Regions from separate parts of the Rattus norvegicus genome. Here region 2 is linked to region 1. Evidence: chromatin contacts called from public HiChIP or PLAC-seq data. All regions are on one chromosome and are shown on one strand. The core of a region is the stretch at or near the end of the contact, and the rest is flanking DNA. Distances in the headings are between cores, read along the strand shown.

Region 1 (5,799 bases), core at 974-3,473:
CCTTGTATAACACTTTACCATCAGGATCTTCCAATCGACAATCTACATCGTAGTGACCACCAGTAATCACCTGTAAAAGATTTACAGAGAGATCACAGTAACTAACACAGAAAAATTTAACCCAGTTACTGCTAAAACAACAATAAAGCTATATTCAGAAGTCTTCCTATCACAATATCACAGATCTTGATTTTCACCAGTGGATGAAACACACATAAAGATTTCAGCTCAACTAAAGCTTTACAAAAAGTGAAGAGGTTCTCTCCTAACAGGAGAGAGGAAACTTCATTATATCGACCGTTCAGATCACTGTGCTGCTTGATATAGCCCTGAGCTTTAACCTGGAACTTAAAAGATGGGGAGATCGGGAGAGAAAATAGTTTTGGCAACCCAAACTATGACAGTGGACAGTACAAGTTTTAAGTATTTTGACTAACACAGTATTGAAAGTGTACATCAATAAAACGAAGACATTAAAGCTCAGACTTCAAAGACATTTCTATGATTTATATGACCTTTTGTCACTTGAGATGATGACTAATAGAGTTGTATTACAAGATCATTTTAATAAGTACATGAGATATAATTTTGTACTTAGAGAGCTGTATTATTCCATATATGATTACATACATGTATTAAGTACAAATATGAATGAATGAATGAATGTGTACTTTGGATTAAGACTAGGACCTTGCACATGCAATGTAAATATTTTAAAAAATTTTAAATGTTTTATAGCACCAAGTATTGTAGCTACAGATATAAAAATTCAACAAACATATATTAAATTTAAATAAAGAATATTCTGATTACAGCTTATAATTCCTTTGTAATTGTATATATTGGGAATTGATACACACATATATCCTTAATTCCTTTTTTGATCTTTAGATTTCTCTCCTCACAATACAAATTGTTATCAAGCCTTGTTGATTTTACCTTTCGCTTTTCTCCTTCGCCACAAATACTAACCGAGTACAATACTAAGTATAGTATGAATACTAAGCTATTGTCGTGTCTAATAAGAAACGATTTTTATTATTTTCAATTATGTTTTATGGGTGTGTCTGGGAGATGATACGTGCATGTAGGTGCAGGCGCCTGCAGAGGTCAGAGGTGTTAAATCTCCTGTAGCTCCAGTTACAGGTGACCTAGCACTAAAGAGCTGCTGAAATGTTAAATGAAACTATTAACAACAACAACAAACCGGTAGACTGCTTTAGGCTCCTAAAGAATAAAGTTCCTATTTTACATTGTCTGCGAACTAAGAAAGGGCCTCTTGTTTATCATAATGTTTTACAACACCCTTGACAGACCGTCTTTAAAAAAGAAAAAGCCTCTTAACAGAGCATTTCCAATCACCTCTGCAGTAAGGAAAGAATCCTGGTGTTAAACAAAAACAAAAATCCTAAATCCAACCCAACCGCCACAAAATACCGGAAACGACCGTGTGTTATGTCAAACCGATTAAATTGGAGTTGTGGATTACAGGAATAGGGAGCTGATACTGGGTATTTGTGCGCAGAAAACAGCTTTTTTAAAAAGAACTTCTTAAATTAATTTATTTAATGCGGCTTCCATTCAATGAGTGGCACTGGAGAATGTGACAGCCACAGGAAGCATTTCTGAAATTTCAGTTCTTTGAGCTCTGAAAAGAAAAGCTAAATGTCCTGCATAGGCTACTGAGGTCACTCTTGGGTTAGCGGATCACGGTGGCTGGGGCCCGTGGTACCTGGAACTCTAGGGTACACTTGGTGCCCTGAGTGATGTCCTCGTAGAAGCACTGCTTGGCATTGTCCGGCAGCTCAAAAGTGATCTCGGAGCCGCCGCTCGGACCCGGCAGTAGCAGTAGCAACAGTAGAGCAAGCAGTCTGCAACTCCAACGGCCTGCGGCGGCCGCCCAGCAAGTCGCCGACCTCGGCCGCGGCATCCTGACAGCGCGGCGGCCTCAACGGAGCTGCGGGGCCTCAACACGCGCGGCAGGCCCAGCCCCTACCGGCCCGCGAGCCTTAGTGAAGCGTGCGACGAGGAACCAGCGCAGGCTTCCGGAAAGACGCAATGAGGTACCCGAGCCGCTCTAGGAAAACCTGAGGGGCAGTGGTAGGAGACCCGGCAAACCAGCGGAGGAAGAGGCCTCGCTGACCGGAAGTACGGCGAGATCTAACGGAAGGGGCGGGACCGGGACAGGACCCGGTGACCCGGATGTGAAATCCGGTGGGCGAGGCGTTGTAGTGAGGACGTGGAAGAGCGTGAGGCCTCGGCGTTGCGTGGGCGGCCCTCCTTGGGCGAGGGGAGGGGGCAGTGCGGGAACTCGACGGGAAGGGGCGTGGCCGGCCGTTGCCTAGGAAGGGCGCGTGGTCTCGCTGCTCGCCGGGCTGAGACGGTAGAGGGGTTCTGCTGCATTTGTCACTGTGAGTACCAAGTTTGGGGAATCTCCTAGGGACTCCCAAGAGCTCGTTTTAGGGCTATGGAGGGCTAATCCCCGGTGGTAGAGAGATTTCTAGTTTACAGGAGGTTGTCGCACAGAGTACAGTCGTATTTGGAGGAGGCAGCTTACGCAAAAAGCGCATGTTCTCAGAGATGAGTAGAAGACTAGAATTTCTAATCCCTGCTCTTTACCTTCCGGCCAGCTGACCTCGGCCTGGATGCTAAAACTCTGCTATACTCTAAATAGTACTGCCTAAAATAAATACGGATTATTTCCTGAGTTCTTTATCTGGAAAAGGGGTCTAGAAGAGTGGCCGGCACGTGGTAAGCACAAGATAAGTTTCGGTTAGACTAAAACAAACATCCATTGAGTACCTCTTAGCAAGCTCCTTCTACTCTTCATACAGTAAGTGATAGTATGTCTGTTTTACTGATTAGGGAGTTAAGGACCCAACAGTAGCAAAGTAACTAATTTGCTTCTGATCGACATGGCGTTTCTTGTAAGGCATTCATTTTACGCTTCCCACGTGCGTAACAGGAATCAGGTGTTCCGGTTTTGTTTTGTTTTTTTTGGGGGGGGTGTTGGGAGCTTTTTGGTTTGTTTTTTAGTGAAAGAGATAAGGTGGGCTCTAGATTGCCGAGGATCAGTAGAGAGGTTTTTATGAGAACGAAGTAGCTGGCAGGTAGGAGTGAGGCAAGGCCCTGAGTAAGGGTTGGGTGGGGCGGATAAAACGAGAGCCGGAAGTTCACTCAGCTGCCTTGAGGCACTTAAAGCTTCTGCTGGGGCAAATGGGAAGGAGGCTTAAGGTCACATTCTTTTAATTTCTTCCAGACTGGGAAGACTAGACCTTCCTGAGAGCCAGGCCAGAAATTTTGTAGGTGAGTGAAAATAAAACTGAATTTGGCAGTGAAAAATGGAGGTTTTGTTTTTTGACTCATCTTGGACGGGTGATCTTGCTCTTATCTTGGAGCTGGTAATGGAGCTCACCAGTAGAACTTGTCCAAGTCCTAGGATTGAATCTCCAGAGCTACAAGGGAGTATGGAGGGTGGGGGTGGGGGTTTGGGAACCACCCTTTCTCCATAAAGAAATAAGATTAAAATCTCAGTGCAATGTGGAAGGTTTGGGAGGGAGGAAAGGGAGGAGGGAAAAATTAAAAAACTAAAACTAGTAATAAAAGAATCAGTGTGGTATCACTTTATTTTTTAAGAATTGTTTACTTTATATATATATATATATATATATGTATATATATATATGTACACTGTAGCTGTTCTCAGACACACCAGAAGAGGGCATCAGATCCCATGACAGATGGTTGTGAGCCACCAGGTGGTTGCTGGGAATTGAACTCAGGACCTTTGGAAGGGCAGTCAGTGCTCTTAACCACTGAGCCATCTCTCTAGCCTGCGGTATCACTTTTAATATTACAATTAAATATCACCAAACAGGCAAATTTTCAAAGTACAGCAGTGCTAGACATGCATGTTCCACTTTGGGGTAAGCTTAACGTAATAAAGAGGAAGGTAATATGTATATTATGTAGTACATGTGGCCTGGAAGTTTCACCTTGACAATTTTATACCATACTCTATACACTTTAGAGTATTTACTTTGAAGCTGTGATTCTCAGAGTCATCTGAAAAATCTTTCAGGGGGTTGTAGTTGTTGAAGGCTGGATTTTTATGATGCATTCCAACCAAACAGCATAGCAGACTGAAGGAGGTGAGCACTCAGGTTGTTCTATGAATCTAGATTTATAAAAATACAAAGCAGTGTCTTTACTGTCATTGAATTTTTATTTGAAAAATGTACACTTTATATTTAAAATGTCTTGCCTATTTATAGTGGTGTGGATTGTATCCCTTCAGACTCAGTTCCAAGATCTCATTCCCATCCCTGTTAATAAGTTTGGAAGAATTTTTGCAGTTGCAGTTAAATTAATCTCTAGAAGAGACTATCCTAAATTTAGAGGAGGCACTAAATACAACGAATAGAAGATATTTGATAGAAGAGAAGACTAGAGACACACCGAAGAACATAAAGGCAATAGAGAGATGTGTGAAGAAGCCAAGGAAAACCAAAGCTTGTCCATCGTCATGAAGAGCTAGGACAAGCTCTGCAGAGCCTCAGACAGAGTGAGCCAATGCCTTCACTTCAGCTGTCAGAATACATTTTCTATTTGAGCCACTGAGTTGGCGGTTGTTACAGGATATAAAACACATGACATAAACACGTTACGTGAATTTAAGGAATTGTTCTTTAGTAAGAATTTGTCAGATACCTCATACTTAAGTGAATGTTAGATAGACCCAATATTCATCACCTATGCAGAAATATGGAGGATAGCAGTTGATAGATGGGCCCTCTCCTATTGCTCTTCTCTTTGGTTTTTTAAGACAGGTTTTCCAGGACCTCACAGATTCAACTTGATAGGCTGGCTAGCAAGCCCTACAGGTCCTCCTGCCTTTCCCTAGTTCTCAGATTGCAGGGACAAGCCACTTACCTTGGCTTTGTGAGTTTTGGGGCGCCGAACTCAGGTCCTCATGCTTGTGCAGCATGCATGTCAGCTGAGCCATCAACCCAGCCCTTTTTCATACTTTCTAGTTCAAGAGCTAGACAGGCAGACACTTGGAGTCTGAATTCCTAAGTCTCTGAGTACTTTTACAGGTTATAGTTTTCCTACAATAAATTTGAAGTTCAAAATTTGATGTGTGAGTGTGACAACCTACCTGATACTGAGTGTAGCGAACAAAGCCACAAGGAACCCTGCCATTGCTCAGTTGCACAGATCACATTTGTCTCAAGAAGAAAGCAGATCAGAAGCCACTGGTTTTCAGAAGCTACCAGTAATGGTTGAGATGGAAACTATGGAAAAAATCTCTAGAAGCCAGGCATTCAGTCACTTAACTAGATGTTAAGTCATCAGAGAGTGTAATAGTCAGACCACATTGCTCATCTATGTAGAAGTTCCTCGGAATGGCAGAGTTAAGATTTAGGGTTATAAGCCTGATATAAATCCACATTTGAAAGGTTTGTGTAACAAGATGGAAATTAAGGTAGTGAGAAACACGCTGCCTTTGTAGTTCAGAAACCCTCATTGCCCCAACAGCATTGTGACCACTAGGTGGTGCTGTTCACTTACCAGAGTTCTAGCCAGGCACAGAAGCTGCATTGTTCTGCTTCTGAGAGCTGCAGACTTCACAGCTGAAACATTGGAGCAAAACTTGCTAAAGATACTAGAATAACAAAAGGGAGAATGAAGTATGGTTATGTAATGGGTAAAGAACATTAACAGTTGCTTCTAGAGAGTTGTGTTGGGGTGTTTAGGCTTTTTCCTAAGGCAGTTGAGAACCATCAAAGATAATGAACC
Region 2 (5,799 bases), core at 1,946-4,445, 420 kb after region 1:
GGGAGGGAGTGTCAGTAGACAAAAGAGTCCTGAGAAAGAGACTTTGTAAAAGAAGAGACTGCAGGACCAGGTTCGTAGAACGAAGGGTAGGTTCCCAGGAAAGATGGAGGTGATGCTACATTTCCTTTCAATAGGAGATAGAAACTGTTTGGGCAGCTTGTGTTGTGCACCTTTGATTCCAGCACTCAAAAGGCAGAGGCAGGTGAATTTCTATGAGATCAAGGACATCCTGGTCTATAAAGTGAGTTCCAGGACAGCCAGGGCTACATAGAGAAACACTGTCTGGAAAAACAAACAAACAAGAAAAAAAAAAGAAGGAAGGAAGAAAGGGAGGGAGGGAGAGACTGAGAGGGAGGGCGGGGGAGACTTGTTGGAGAATTTTAGGGGCAGGGATTCTGAAAGTGAGCAGTTCTGGTTCTTGTCTGTGGTTCTGTCCTGACCAGACAGGAATGCCAGAAGTATTTGGAGGCTCCAGTTTTCTGGTCTGGTTGGTATTAGTTACTTTCCTCACTGCTGTACCAAAATGCCGGATCAAATCAACTTAAAGAAGAAAGGGTTTATTCTGGCTTATTCCAGAGGAAGTCAGTTATAGCCAAAAAGGCACAGTGGCAGGAGCACATGTAGCTTGGTCACGCTGTGTCTACAGACAGGAGTGATGAATGCTGGTGCCAAGTTTGCATTATCCTTTTTAATGCAGTACAGGACCCTGCCTGAGGAATGGCGCTGCCCATGAAAGCTGGGTATTCCCACTTAATATACCTCGATCCTCCTCCAGAGACATGGGAGGGGAGTGGAGGGCAGTGTGGGTGGGGCACAGAGTGGGTCATGGAGGAAGACTAGGGCAGGACATAGGTTTGTCTCTGGGGTAAGTTTAGAGTCTGTCAAGTTGACAGTATTAGCCATCACACAGTTGGATAATATCGCTTTGTATTTTGCTCCCCCATCTTTACTTCTTCTCCACTCTCATCCCCACGTTTCTGGAATTACCTCTAACAAGGTACAGGTACTAGTGTGTAGGTAACTGTGCTTGTTTCTCAGAGAACTGTGGCTAACACAGAAGGTAGAAATGTAGACCTGAAGTAGGAAACTGGAAAACCTTCGCTGCACTTAGGAGAGCTGGGTATCTGCAATAGATTAGTGGTAGCGGGCCTGGCCTCTGCATCCATCCTGAGCTGGCCTGACTAGTTTAGAGGGCAGGGGTAAAGGGTGGGGGTGGAATCTCGACTCCAGTCAGTCCTTGCACTGCAGCAAGCGGTCCCAAGTAGACAACTTTAAGGACCTTCTCATGGACTTATGTCGTACACCAGATGGTGCAAAGACTGCTTAGGGGTGAAATTATGCACAACATCACTTTATATCAGTAGGTGATCAGTCATTTACAGAAAGAATTGGTGTGATAGACCATTGAGACTGGCAAGGACTCTCTCTGGAGGTCTGTGCTTTGTACTACTCTTGGGAGAGAGTCTCTCAAAGGTACAGACCACATACCTTAGTCCTCATCACAGTCTAGGGAAGCAGACATCGTCATCTCCAGATTTCAGATCAGGCGCAGGAAGGTGTGTGAGGTTACACAGAATCCAGATTTGAGCCTCCTTCACTAAATAAAGCTCCAGCTGTGTTTTTCAAGACAGTCAAGGAAGGGCTGACATTCACAAGGGATTTGAAACAGTTTTAGTTGATTAGTGACTTTGCCTCAGCAATGAATCAAGACATTAGCGAATGCTTTAAAGGCTGAGGAGAAATTGGACCCCTCTAAAGTTGTGCCAGGTAAGGCAATCTGTGTTTGGATCGTACACCCGTAATTAGGTAGATTCACACACATCTTTTTCAGATATGCATAAATTGGGGGAGTGTGTAGAGTGTTGTGGAACTAAATGTATTTGTATGTGTTCAACATACTGTATAATTGACTCAATTATCCATGTGGGGATTATTCACTTTTAATTTGCAATCTGGCTTCTCTCAGTTACAGTGTTGTTCGGTTGCTCCAGGAATGCCAATGAATTTAAATAATAATTTAAGTAAAACATAATTAGGAAGGAAAATTAAATTTGATCTTTTGCCAGCTCTTGAACAGTCTACTATTGAAATGTAACTCTAATCCATGGGCTGTCTTCATTTTTCTATGCCTTTCACTCTTACAGGACACCATCTTTCTCACCATAATCTTAAAAATAAACAACCCTCCTAACATTTAATGGCTACCCATTTATTTACAGATAGTGCACAGAGCCAAAGCCTCTCATAGAAGTAGTTTCTAGCATTACTTCCAGCCTCTCTTTGACCCCAGTCAAATACTTCTACTCCTCAACCTTTGCTCTGGGGACAACCTCAACTCTGCCGACTTAGGAAGCTTTCAAATCTTCCAGCCCTACCCACTGTCGCTTCCAGGTCTTAACACACTCCACTGTTTTTTTCTTAAGGCAGAAGAAGGTGTTTGTAATAAAGCATGTTCTCCTTTCTCTCTTGTGAGAAACAACTATACAGTTCTCGGTGAGTTTGCTTCCTTCTATGCTATGCTGGACCCCAAAGAGCATCTCCACGACGAATACGTGTACATATTAATTGATGATAATAACGTAAAGTGCAGGGTTTTTGGTATTTTGTCTGTTCGAAGCTCCAGTGACTGGTTCAATGCTAAGTAAGCAGTAGGCTCTCAATGAACCCACTGTGGAAGGAATTAGACCACTATGTTCAAGGGCAGAACTCTGCTCTGCAGAAAACTCTTGGGGTGCAGACACAGGGGGTGGAGATGGGGGTGGGTCAGTGGCACAAGAGTTGGCAGCATAATCTCTTCTGACGGTACGCCCTTTGGCCCATTTCTCCGTCCGCAGACGCCTTGGATTTTGTTTAAACCCTGCGTAAACCTGAAAAAAAAATGTAAATGCATTATGCACTACATGTGCGTGCATGCCCAGCCATGTATAAACGTAGATAAAACGCACACATAAACACACAGGCCTAGCCAGGGATGCAGATGTAGAAATAAAAAAATATGTACAGTTCCAATTTTGAAATGGTCGGAAGGTAGAAAGGAGCACCATGACCCCTCTTCCTTTCTGGACCACGTACAAGCCTTCTGAAATGAAGCACATGGTAGACCGAAGTCGCAAACCTGCCGGGCGGCAAGACTTGGCCCTTCCGGGTTTCCGTCAGGCGCGCCGTGATTGGCTGGATTCTGCACAGCTGACAGTCGCGCGGGCGAGGGAGCTTCAAGAATGGCGGCGTCCGCGGCGCTGATCCTACCCCAGAGCCCCAGGTAGCGGTCAGGCTGAGCGCCCAGCCACGCGGGGGTGACCTGTCAGGGAGGGAGCGGGGTTGCTGCCACCGCCTGCTGCTGTGGTGCGGCTGGCCAGGCTCACGAGCCGGAGCGGAGCTGCGGAGGGTCTTGTTGGGGCTCAGAGGAGGGCGTGGGCGGGCGTGAAGGAAGGCTTGGGTGGGCGTGGAGAAAGGAGTGGGCGTGGCGTGGGGAGGAGTGCTTCCAGTCTGGAGTGATTCCTTCCTCTTGGAGCTTGCAGTGCTGGCTGCTTCTCTTCTGTAGCTGAGATAGTGACTTTGTAGCACAGGTGGAAGTTGATAGACGCCACCTAAATTCTGTCCACTCTCTTGGGAAAAGACTTCCTGCTTTTAGTTATTTCAGACCTGATGATAGTGAGAAAGGCTCACGCTGGTACTACGGAGTGATTAACAAGGGTAATTTATAAATAAAACGTGTTAATAGCCCTTTGAAACCGAGGTCCGATAGTTTAGGCATTAGTGACTTACTTATCCAGTTTTGGCGTATTCAGTATATGCAGTTATGCCTACCACACAATTTCAAAATGGTTATTCCAAGTGACGCAGGTTTTAAACGCCGTTGATAGTGTTGCCATTTATGTAGTTTTTATTTATTTATTTTGGGCGTGTTAGGTTAGGGTGATATAAAGCCCAGTTTTAAAGTTTTGTGGTTTTTTTTTTTTTTTTTTTTTTTTTTTTTTTTTTTTGCGGGGGTGGGGAGCAGGGAGTGGAGCAGTTCTTACTGTGTTGCCTAGCCTAGCCTCAAACTCGTGGACCCAAGAACCCTTACCCTCCCAACAAGTTGGCTCTATTGGTTGTCCTACCACACCTTGCTGAGATTTCCCCCATTAGAACAAAATTATTCCATGAAAAAACCCGACTCATTCTGTGGGGGCAGAAGAAACATTCGTGCATGTAGGCAAATATTGAAAGTTGAACACAACACTCCTGCATTGGAAGAAGACAGTTGGTATTGTAACGTTTTTCCTTTTTTCCCTGGATCTGATACCCACTTCTTATCTTCAAGCCCATGTCCTGGGGGATGCACACCACGAAGGTATACTCGGTATATGCACAGTTATGCTCACCAAACACTTTGAAATTGGTTATCCCAAGCGACACAGGTTTTCTTCAAATAACTGAATTTCAAATAAGTATGTATTATCTTTCCCCTCCCCTCACGGATACTTGCCCCATTGTCCTTTATGGTTTTGGTGTAGTGGCCTCATTTGCTGTTTTGCAAAGTTGTATTTTGGATTAGGTCGTAGCTTGCGTTTTCACTGCTAAACCACTGCTGTTCCTGACTGGGTAGATGCCACAAGTACTTTGCTTGGGAAAAGAAAACTTATCAGATGTACTCCTTAACAGGAGTGCTTTGGGTAGAGCCTCCTTGGGAGATGCTCACTGATTGACCAACTGTCCTTCACGCCACTTTATCTCACTGAAAGGGCATAGCTACCAGGGTAGTTGAAATAAAAATGTACAGACGACGATGGCAAATACACGTAAAACTCACTTTGAAACTCTGTTTAGCATGAAGAAAGCAGTGCCGCTGATAAATGCAATAGACACAGGAAGATTCCCACGACTTCTCAGCCGGATTCTTCAAAAGCTCCACCTGAAGGTTTGCATTTCTGTGTTCCCGTGGCTTGTGACTTCTTGATTCTGTGAAACATTATGCTAGTATATGAAGAATTGTGAGAAATATTGTTCTCTAATGGGTTCTTGGGAACTCTAGATCTGTAGAAGTTTGGTGATATTCTTTGGTCAGAAGCTTGGGAGACTTTGTATTCTGTACATAACTAAAATAAATGGAGCTTTGTAGAACGCTCTGCATGCTAATGTTCAGGTCATACATTGAAGGGTTTGACTTGGGAATTGTTTTCCTTTGGCATGTTCTGTGGAACATGCTTTGGGGAAATGCTGGTTTCATTCTTCCTGGTAGTTCAGGCTGCAGAGGTGGTGAAGAACACCTACAGAAGCCAGGCAGTTCTGGTGCATGCCTTCAACCTCAGCACTTGGGAGGCAGAGGCAGGTGGGTCTCAGAGTTTGAGGCCTACCTGGTCCAGTATAGCCAGGGCTACACAGAGAAACCCTGTCTTGAACCCCCATTCTTCCCTGCCAAGAAATAGCACATACTACTGTTACAGAAGACCTGTGTTTGGTTCCAAGCACCCAGCTAGTGGCTCATAACCACCTGTCACTCCAGATCCAGGGGTCTGATTCTTTCTTCTGGCTTTCTTGGGTTCTTGTACGCATACGGTGCATGTAAACATAACCAGGCACACGTGCATACATATATAAATGATAAATCTTAAAAAAATGCAGTCAAGATTTCTTCTCACATAGTATTTAATATCTGATTTTTCTCCTTTTATTTCAAGCATATAGTTGGTTTGGCTATGTAGATGCTTGGTAACTAATTCATTATTTGGTGACCAGTTTAACTTAACATTCTTTATTGGTTTGTAAAACTGCACTGACCATCTTTATGGGACACATGCTAAGTGTTCTGCATGTTTC

What was found. HiChIP or PLAC-seq counts read pairs in DNA pulled down with a chosen protein or histone mark.
Region 2: a contact with region 1 is called in an H3K27ac HiChIP or PLAC-seq map of oligodendrocytes, with 10 times the contacts expected there. The contact joins the promoter of Commd10 here to the promoter of Eif1a in region 1. A contact is called at or near these places in 9 of 12 Hi-C or Micro-C datasets (the A7r5 cell line, the Rat2 cell line, Schwann cells and 6 more) and 1 of 1 datasets of contacts at active chromatin or transcription factors (oligodendrocytes).

Annotation. Positions count from the first base shown.
Region 1 is chr18:41,510,075-41,515,873 of GRCr8, forward strand. It overlaps Eif1a (eukaryotic translation initiation factor 1A), which reads left to right and starts at 2,224. Exons shown (of 3, transcript NM_001008773.3): 1 at 2,224-2,411; 2 at 3,260-3,306. It overlaps Tmed7 (transmembrane p24 trafficking protein 7), which reads right to left and starts at 2,169. Exons shown (of 3, transcript NM_001105758.1): 1 at 1,733-2,169; 2 at 1-70. The coding sequence starts at 1,930.
Region 2 is chr18:41,924,687-41,930,485 of GRCr8, forward strand. It overlaps Commd10 (COMM domain containing 10), which reads left to right and starts at 3,196. Exons shown (of 7, transcript NM_001004276.1): 1 at 3,196-3,259; 2 at 4,810-4,900. The coding sequence starts at 3,219.